Linked DNA regions of Mus musculus: regions 2 and 3 are each linked to region 1. The links are chromatin contacts, called in public Micro-C and promoter capture Hi-C maps. All regions are on one chromosome and are shown on one strand. Each heading gives the region's core, a stretch centred on a gene start, on an enhancer-like site or on the middle of the called end of the contact. The rest is flanking DNA. Distances are from core to core; before and after follow the strand shown. Region 1 holds the start of Bcl6 (B cell leukemia/lymphoma 6). Region 2 has its middle 170 kb from the start of Trp63. Region 3 has its middle 47 kb from the start of Gm32196.

Region 1 (3,153 bases), core at 244-2,743:
CCCAGGGCCACTTTTTTTTTTTTTTTTTTTTTTAAACACAGCTTGCACCAAGGGGGAAAAATGAAATTAAATTTAGGAAAGGGAGGGAACTACCGCTGAGAGCCAACGCAGTCACGCAGCACCCAAAATACAAACACCGCGGCCGCCAGAAATCCCGCCACCTCTCCGGAGCTCCGGGCTGGCTGGCCAAGACCCCCCCGGGTCCCGCACGCTGAAAGCGCCGCAGGTGCAAAAAAAACAAAAAACAAAAAACAAAAAAACCGCGCACCCCTCTCCCACCCTCCCCCAAAATCCCTGTCCCGCCTTCAAGCCTCCTTCCTCGGGCTGGGCAGACCGAGCGCACCCGGGTTCCCGACTGCCTCGACTCCAACCAAGAAAGAGTAATTTTCAAAGTATTCAACGTCCCCGCCCCCCGTGCAAGCGAAGCCTTCCCAAAACACTGTCTCTCCTTGGGAAGATCACGGCTCTCAAAGGAAACTGCAGACACGATACTTCATCTGGCTTTATGACCAAAAAGAAAAGGGAAAATAAAACAACCAGCCGAGGAGTTGGCTTGCATTCCCCCCGCTGACTCCCGGCTCGGGTGCAAGGCAGGGACTGTGCGGGGCCGGGGCCGGGGCCGGGGCCGGTGGACGGCCGCCAACGCGGGCACCGGGAGAACTGAGCGGGGAGGGAGGCAGCGGCGGGGAAGGCAGTTTGCAAGCGAGCAGAGAAAGCAAGCCAAGCCGCGCGAAGCCGGCGGGGCCGCCGCGGTCCGCCCTCCCAGGCCGCGCAACCCAGCGCCCGCCGCCCCGCGCCCCTGCGTCTCCAAACACCGAAACAACACCGGGCAGGGCGGCACAGCCTCCCCGAGGCGGCCGAGGCGCTCCAAGACAGCAAAAAAAAAAAAAAAAAAAAAAAAAAAAGAAGAAGAAGAAGAAGAAGAAGAAGAAGAAGAAGAATACGTATGCGAAAAGCTAGATCCTACAGTGGGAGAGACGTGGGGCTGATCTTCGGCATTTATTTTAACACCTGACAGCTAGAATCAATAAATAGATACATTTATATCAATAGATACACATAGGAAACTTGGAGCCAAAGCATTTGGCAAAAGCGGAAAAAAAAAGAATTAAAAGGTAAAATAATGATCATGAGCAGCGGCGGCGGCAGCGGCACCAGCGGCAACAGCGGCGGCGGCGGCAGCGGCAGCGGCGGCGGCAGCAACAGCAATAATCACCTGGTGTCCGGCCTTTCCTAGAAACTTCTTGCATCACCACTTCTAAGAACCCCAGTTCTAAGAATCAACAGAGCTCAATTCTCGGAATTTGAGCTGCGGGCTTTACCATTGCTCCGCAGCAGGGGAGGACTCGGTGGCAGCGGCGCGCTCCGCAGCGCCCTCCCGGCCGGCAGAATGCCTCGGGGCCGCGCCGCTCGCCGCCCTATAGTGCGGATCGTGGTTCCCGCAGCACCGCCGCCCGGAACACCGGGGGTCCCGAGGCGGGCGCGCGCGGCTACAAGGCGACCCTCCCTGCCCCGGGCCACCGATGGAACCGCCCGCTCCGCCGCCGTCACGTGGGCTCCGTGACGTCGGCGTCTTCGCTGTAGCAAAGCTCGGCCTCTGGAATTCTGAGAACTAATTTGCTATTCGGTGACATAAGAGGGAGAGTGCGCTTTGCTTTCCCGGGGTCTGGGGCTAATTCTTCCTCTCCTACCCATAAACTCGGCTCCTCGAGCTAAATACACAAAAGGGAGCGAGAGAGTTGAGCCGTTAGAACAAGTGTGTTAGAGGCAGGTTTAGAGAGACGAGGGAGGGAGAAAACAATAAATACCACAGCTCCTTCCAGCTAGAGTATTAGGCACCACGAGAAAAATATTTGCCAAGCAGTTTTCGGTGGGTTCATTTGTTTTCTTTTTATTTGGGACAATTATGTTGGGGCGGGGGGGGGGTCCTTTGGGGATGGTGGCTTGGGATGCTCCTGTTGTATTTTAATGATTTAGGTGGGGTTTTTTTTCCGCTTCTGATTTTTGCCTTTTGCAAGTTTGTGGTGTTATGTAAATCGTCGGGACTGTCATTCGTTGGTTTTATTGTCTCCCTGCGTTCTCGCTTTCTCTCTCTCTCTCTCTCTATCTCTCTCTCTCTCTAAAGGTGCAATATTTCAACCTAATACCATTGACAGAAGCTTACATTTTTGGCCACATATGACAGCCCCAACCTCCAACACCACCACCGCTCCCCGCCCGCCCCCCCCGCCCGCCCCCCAGCCGCCCTTGGTACAATTTCCTTTTCCTCTTGGACTTTTGCTGAAGCTTTCCTGCACTTGAAAGAGATGTAAAAGGATTTGGATTGGTTTGGTTTGTTTCTTTCCAGGACAGCGAGTGGTGGGTTTACTCTGTTACTGTTGACTCTCAGGAAATTTCTTGATGCTAGAAATGTGTGTGTGGGTACGTGTAATGTTTGCCTGTTACAACATTCTGTGAAGCCAAATACATGTTTGTATTTTGCTATTTTCTTAAGGTCTTGAACATTCCCCCCACCCTTTTTTTTAAACCCCCACTGGGTTCGTTTCAAGGTCGTCGGGAGAAAGGAAAAAAAATCTCTTCAGTATGTGTTGAAGGGATCAGCCTGAGGGAATTCTAAAGGCCTGGCTGCCAGGATCACAGATACTGCGCGTATTGAGTACAGGCTGTGCTACACTAGGCGCACTGCTCGCAGCCGGGTCCTCTAGGCTTTGGAGCAGAGCTGAGGGGAGGAGAGGAGCGGAATCTTTCTTTCCCTTCTTTCTTCCTTTATTTTAAAAGGTGAATACAGGGCAGACTCCTTTCACGGTGGGCCCTGGGTTATGTGTTCATAGCTGCAGTTTCCTTATTTAAATGTTGGTCGGGGTTTTTGCCCTCCTACTCATCCCTGGATGAGTGAGACTCTTGTTTCTTTTATGTCTGTCTCTTGCAAGAAGGGTGTGAGCTAAATAATATTCAGATTCCTTAAGAACTAGAATGAACTCAAAGTGTTTGGAGCAAAAGACTCTTTCAAAGGTCAGGCTGTTCTGGGCTTTAGCTGTGAAAGTCCTTCAAGTGGCTCGTTAAATCACAGAGGGGTTTTCAAGCATTCGCAAAATATCTCCACATATTAATTTCTAATGAATACTTGTGGACCACAACCCTAAACGTGGGCTT
Region 2 (3,153 bases), core at 388-2,887, 1.5 Mb after region 1:
TCCCCTGGTTTTCTTTATTGACAAATCAAGAAGCAACTGGGGAATAGGACCTTAGCATCAGAAGCTGGGGAGATTTATATTAAGTGAGGTAACTCAGATTAAGAGAGGAAAAATTTCATCTTCTCTCTCATATGTGGATCCTAGTTCATAATAATTATGTATATGCATATAAGTTGGCATGAGTATGGGCTATGAAACTAGAAAGTTGGCCAGAAGTAAGAGGGAGGAGAGGGGGAAATAAAAAGGGGATGGAGAGGATACGTGGGACATGGAAGCAGAAAGAGGCTATGGGGATGGTGGGACAGTACAAGAGGGTGTTAGGGGTATAGGGACAAAGACCAGGGAAGGCGAATCAGCAACACAACTATTGTTTTAAAAGTAGTGTAATAAAATATAATACTGTATATGCTAAGTGCAGAAATATTAAAAGTTTAGTTACAATATTTATCATACCTTCCCTATACATATTGTAGCAACAACAAACAAGTAATTAATGATTAATGTCATTGTTATAGAGGGAACAGAAATCTCCCTGTAATGGGAAAATAGAAAGTGTATAGTAAATATACAGTCTATACTGCTATGTCAGGAAACACGTGGATGAAAATAGACTGACGCCTCCAAAGAGACAAAGAAGGACAAGAAAGAACATATCGTTCCACACAGTAGCTGTCTGACACATGGCTTCAGGTTCAAAATCAGAACCAATTATTTGATCTCTGGCTTCCTGTGTCTTTTTATGTCACCTCCAGAGCTGTAGCAAGATGGCTGAAATTTCGATAGCTATCATACTTACTGGGGAATCATGGCATCACCCCATGAGAGATAAAAGTTTTTTCTCCTCTGATTTTAAAATACCTAGAAACTGTCTCCATTGTTCCAAGTCTGTTGACCTCATAACCTTGACATCTTTGTCAACCATCACTCTGTCTTGCCTGGTTCTGTGTGTCAACTTGATACAGGCTAGTATAATTAGACAGGATAGAACCTCAGTTGAAGAAATGTGTCCATGAGATCTAGCAGTAAGGCATTATCTCAATTAGTGATCAATAGGGGAGGGCCATGCCCATTGTGGATGGTGTTGTCCCTGGGCTGGTGGTCCTGAGTTCTATAAGAAAGTAGGCTGAGCAAACCAGGGGAAGCAAGCCAGTAAGCCACATCCCTAAATGGTCTCTGCATCAGCTTATGCCTCCAGGTTCCAACCCTGCTTATGTTTCCATCCTGACTTGCCCCAATAATGGATTGTGATATGGAAGTGTCTCCAACTTGCTTTTTGGACATGGTGTTTCTTCATAGCACATCCTGTGTAATACACCTTCTGAAGCAGGAATGAAATTAATTCTCCCTAATGGAGGGGTTGATAAATAAATGGCAACATACTTAATGGCAAAGCTGGGTGGGAGCTAAGGTTCAGTCAACAACTGGTAAATTGAAAGGCTGTGGTTTTGTGCATGCTGGCAGAAGGCGTTGGTTTGGTAGGGCACAGTTGAGGACAATTCCTCTGTGCTATGAAAACAGTCTGATATTCACAGGCCTGCTAGTGGTTGAGGAGAAGTCAACACATAGAAGGTTACAAAAGTAGGCTCGGTGGGTGGGTGGGTGGGGGCCTACTGGGCTTTGAAATGTAAAGTGACTGCCCTTTTCTTAGGGAGATAGGACCATTATATATGACTACTGTTTACAAGACTCACCTTAGACAGGAAGGACAAAGAGTGTTTTGTGATTCTGTTCAAAAGTAAAAGCAAAATACATACAAACTGTTTTAGGGTTTCTATTGCTGTTTAAGAGTCACCATGACCACTCTTATAAAGAAAACATTTAATTGGGGTTGGTTTACAGTTTCAGAGGATAAGTCCATTATCATCATAGCAAGAAACATGGCAGCATGAAGCTAGACAGTGTTGTAGGAAGATCTGAGAGTTCTGGCTACATCTTCATTCACAGGCAGCAGAAGGAGACTATACCACACTGTGGGTAGTTTGAGAATTATAAGCCTGTAGTCTCCCCTCCCCCAGCCTGAAACCTGCTTGCTCGGGGTGGAGCTTCCTGCTCATTCGTTCTACCACGCCCACTGCTGGAACCTGAGGAGCCACACACGTGCACCTTTCTACTGGACCAGAGATTATTCGGCGGGAATCGGGTCCCCTCCCCCTTCCTTCATAACTAGTGTCGCAACAATAAAATTTGAGCCTTGATCAGAGTAACTGTCTTGGCTACATTTCTTCTTTTGCCCCGTCTAGATTCCTCTCTTACAGCTCGAGCGGCCTTCTCAGTCGAACCGTTCACGTTGCGAGCTGCTGGCGGCCGCAACATTTTGGCGCCGGAACTGGGACCTGAAGAATGGCAGAGAGATGCTAAGAGGAACGCTGCATTGGAGCTCCACAGGAAAGGATCTTCGTATCGGACATCGGAGCAACGGACAGGTACACATGCTAGCGCTAGCTTAAAATTTCAGTTTTGTAAAGTGTTGCTGAGGATGCGGTAGGATACGAATTAAGCTTGAATCAGTGCTAACCCAACGCTGGTTCTGCTTGGGTCAGCAGCGTGTTAATCGGAACTAGAAACGGAAACAGGCAGGTTAGCCGCAGCTTTTTAGGAAGCTGCTTAGGTGGAAGAAGAAAGGGTTTAAAGTCATGGATCAGGCGGTAGGCCGTAGCTCTCCGAAGCTACATGAGGTGTGAGAAAAGAAAGGGTTTATTAAAAGGAATAGGCGGATTGCCCCAGTTAATAAAAAATGCATCATAAGGGAGGAAAATGTCCCAAAAAGCAGAGAGAAATATCTCTCTGGGCCTTATAGCAGGAGTACTCTGTTACCTTTTGTGTCTTGTCTAATGTCCGGTGCACCAATCTGTTCTCGTGTTCGATTCATGTATGTTCGTGTCCAGTCTGTATGAATGAATGTTCTATGTTTTGTGTTGGATAATAAAGATGGTATAAAAAACTTTATCTGCAAAGCCGAGAGCTGCCACGTGTTTCAGCCAGGAATCAGACACGTGGCGAGAGGGCCCCTGCTGGAAAAACTGTTCGTTTTAGAAAATAAGGGCGAGTGCACAGCCTCTAAGTTTCAGAGTAAAAAAGCTAATAAATGGTTCATGATTAATGTGTTTGACAATGGTAAAGTGTTTTTTATTTTATGATTGTAGCTACAAAAAT
Region 3 (3,153 bases), core at 229-2,728, 1.2 Mb after region 1:
CCAAGAGAAACTGAAATTTGGGATATGTAATTTAGAACAGGAGCTCATTAAGAAACTTTATAAAAGGAAACTAGCTCAAGAAAGAAACCAGGGAGAGTCTCACTGATAAGGCCAGTGCAGAAGAGAATCAATAAGGAAAAGGAATGTTTGCATGATGCCAATGCAAATCTTCCAGTCTCTACCTTATATTGTTAACAGTTATTCCTGTTGTAATGCGCTGTGTCTATACTTGTGCCCTTATGAAATACCTCTAAGATAACGCAATGCAGGAATGCATAACTTTTTATCTTTATATCTATAAAACATAACACAGTAACAGATTGCTAGGAATACAACATCAATAAATACCAAAAACCCCACAAACTTGATATAAAATAGAGATCATTTTAAAAGGATGCTTACTTATCCGAGGGACTCTCAACTGGAGGATTGCCTCAATCATATTGAGTGCTATGCGTGACCAGGGGCATTTTTCTTGATTGCCAATTGCTGTAGGAGGGCCAGATCACTGTGTACAGTGCCATCACTGGGCAGGTAAATCCTGGTGATACAAGAAAGATAGCTGAACACAAACGCAACAGCCCGATAGTAAGCAGAATTCCTCACTCGGTGGTTTCTGTTTTACAGCAATAAACAAAGCCTTGCTTTAGTTTCATTGCTGACTTACATCAACAAAGGACTGAAACCTTCACAATGAAATAAACCCATTGATTCCTAAAATGCTTTTGCTCAGTGCTTTATTACAGTGGTACCGAGAGAGAAGCCTGTGGCTGCGATGAACCTGCTTTGGGGGTAGCACTGTAGAACCATTTGGAGATCTGAGCTGAAAAAGATGTTGAGTGCTTAGACCTTACTAGGCTGTTGCATGGGAACTTAACTATAAGAATGCTCAGAGAAATCAAGATGACGAAGGCCCGGCTCCTCAAGTTTGAGAGGGAAGAAAAGTCTCTGTTGAGGATCTTTGTGTGATATATTTGAATTAATCTGGTGTTTGGTCAGCAGGGGCTGGAGAATCATCTGTGACTGACAAGAGACTAGAACCTAGGAATAAAATCTCTTTCCTGGACAACTGATGCTGCTCATCTGGGGATGAGAAATCAGGATTAACAAGAGATTAGCATCATTGAGGTGAAATCTTTCGGGAAGTATTTCCACAGGGTTAGTGTACAGTAGTTGCTGTACTAGTAATGGCTATGGATGTGGGGCTCTTTCTACATCTAAAGTTGGAAGCTGAACTTAATTCTGTATAAGGATCACCCATCTAGCACTCGTTTTGAAGGCACAAGTGATGCAAGACCAAGGAGGGATATGGAGAGTGGCTGACATTTGGCATGTGACAAGTTCTGAAGAAAGAAGAGGAAAGGGAATTGGTAAAAGTATCATTTTTAGTGAGGAGCCCAGAATTCTGGAGTGAGAACCATAGGACATCCACCAAGAGGAGTGGCTGCTGTTTTAAAGAGATGGCCTGAGACTCTTAGACAGCTATGGCTGGCAGAGCTGAGCTACCAAGCCTTTTGAAACTAGGTCATGAGTGAGTCCCAGATGTGACACAGAGTGACTTACTGGACTTCTGTTTTATGTTGATCTGATTGTAATTATGCCCTGCTTCTCCTCCTTTCTTGGAAAAGAAAGTATTTAATTTCTTTTTGGTTTTACAGGAGTCACAGTTAAAGCACTTTAAAGAGACACTGAACTAGCAAAAGTATGTTATTTTTGAAATAATTCTTCGGAAATCTCATAGAATATATCTATATCTTCACCCTATTTACCTCCTCAGTCCTCTCCTCAACTCTTCCCAGAGGAGCCCCTCCCCCTGCCCTCTCACTTTGTGCTCCCCCTCTTTTTTTCTTTTTCCTTTTCTTTTTCTTTTTTTTCTTTTTAGAAGAGATTATGTCACAGTAGTCTTAGTAGTCCTACAGCAGATAGCAGTAGTCTTACTATCTCCTTGCGTTTCTTCTGTGATGTGTCCTAAGTGTTAGATGGAAGGGTTATGATGTAATGTATTAGTCAGGAGTGAGAAGCATCTCTGGCCGGTAGTGGCTTTTCTGTAGTGATCTCATTGATGTTGGGTGAAAACAATACTTATCTGGGTGTATAAGGTAAAAGTAAGTTAAGTGAATATGTTATTTAGACTGCAGTGAGAAAGTTTACTGGTTTAGGGGAATGGTAACAGCAGGTGTTTTAGGTTCCATGGCCTTATCATCTATGGCTGGTTGCCTAAGTTTACAGTGTTAGGCATGAATTGCCTTCTAGTTAGGCCTTAAGTCCGAGTCTGAGGCGTTTGAATTACCCCCAAGGTATAAGTTCTACTATTGTATCTTTTGGGATATCTTGCTTTTTATTCTGGCCATTGTTGTAGTTTGTAGGCGTTACCGGTTTGTCAAGAGTGTGGGACTTTTAATGTACTTATTTAAGTTATGATAGTCACGTAAGTTCTTGAAGACTAACAAGAAAGAAAAGGTTATAGCTTAAGGTGATATGTTGATGTTGGTGTATCAAATTGTCAAGGGGTACGGTTCCTAGTTTGCGTTAGCTGTCAACTGGATATAGACTTGAGTTATTGGAGAGAAAAAATGCTAGCCTGGGAGCAGGGCCAGTGAGGAGCGTTCCTCTGTGGAATCTGTTGTAGCTTCCTGCTTTGAGTTCTTGCCTTGAAATCCCTCAGCAATGGACTAATCTGTAAGATGAAATGAACACGTTCCTTCTCAGGTGGTTTTTGGTCATGGTGTTTATCAAAGCAACAACAACAACAACAACAAATCCAAAGAAAAGCAGCATATGTATATGTATATGTATGTGTATGTGTGTGTGTGTGTGTGTGTGTGTGTGTGTGTGTGTGTGTATGTGTATGTGTATGTGTATGTGTATGTGTATGTGTATGTGTATGTGTATATGTATATGTATATGTATATGTATATGTATATGTATATGTATATGTATATATATATATGTACCTTGGGAAAGGAACAGATATAGGGACATCTTGAGGGCCTGGTATCTGTCTTGTCATTCTAATATGCATTGTGCCAGCTTCACTCTTCTCATACACTATTATGTCCTCAAGCTGGGAATGATAATGGCTCATCACAGTTCCTAGGCTTTGGAGAAGATAACAACAACAACAACAACAACAACAACAATAATAATAATAAT

The links. Promoter capture Hi-C pulls out the DNA fragments that hold promoters and counts their contacts. Hi-C and Micro-C count contacts between places; a contact is called where the count stands out from the background.
Region 2: a contact with region 1 is called in a promoter capture Hi-C map of embryonic stem cells, with 6 times the contacts expected there. The contact joins the enhancer-like site here to the promoter of Bcl6 in region 1. A contact is called at or near these places in 7 of 39 promoter capture datasets (the 3T3-L1 cell line, the C10 cell line, embryonic stem cells and 3 more), 1 of 15 datasets of contacts at CTCF or cohesin (large pre-B cells), 2 of 484 Hi-C or Micro-C datasets (both in embryonic stem cells) and 4 of 115 datasets of contacts at active chromatin or transcription factors (embryonic stem cells and large pre-B cells).
Region 3: a Micro-C map of brown adipocytes shows a contact between it and region 1, with 6 times the contacts expected there. The contact joins the enhancer-like site here to the promoter of Bcl6 in region 1. A contact is called at or near these places in 6 of 39 promoter capture datasets (3T3-L1-derived adipocytes, cranial neural crest, embryonic stem cells and 1 more), 6 of 484 Hi-C or Micro-C datasets (3T3-L1-derived adipocytes, bone marrow-derived macrophages, brown adipocytes and 3 more), 14 of 115 datasets of contacts at active chromatin or transcription factors (the 230-238 cell line, the NIH/3T3 cell line, T-cell acute lymphoblastic leukemia and 10 more) and 2 of 9 other capture datasets (embryonic stem cells and liver).

The regions. Positions count from the first base shown.
Region 1 is chr16:23,987,359-23,990,511 of GRCm38.p6, forward strand. Bcl6 (B cell leukemia/lymphoma 6) reads right to left here and starts at 1,494. Exons shown (of 10, transcript NM_009744.4): 1 at 1,217-1,494. Gm31527 (a long non-coding RNA gene) reads left to right here and starts at 909. Exons shown (of 2, transcript XR_384770.3): 1 at 909-1,870.
Region 2 is chr16:25,515,739-25,518,891 of GRCm38.p6, forward strand. No RefSeq gene overlaps it. Among named protein-coding and RNA genes, the nearest start is that of Trp63, 170 kb to the right of the region's middle. Within about 2 kb of position 1,638, at least 8 of the 459 cell types and tissues checked have an H3K27ac peak or open chromatin away from gene starts, as enhancers often do. A contact at or near this core is called in embryonic stem cells and stem cell-derived epiblast-like cells, where this site is marked.
Region 3 is chr16:25,223,508-25,226,660 of GRCm38.p6, forward strand. No RefSeq gene overlaps it. Among named protein-coding and RNA genes, the nearest start is that of Gm32196, 47 kb to the left of the region's middle. Within about 2 kb of position 1,479, at least 13 of the 459 cell types and tissues checked have an H3K27ac peak or open chromatin away from gene starts, as enhancers often do. A contact at or near this core is called in 3T3-L1-derived adipocytes and brown adipocytes, where this site is marked.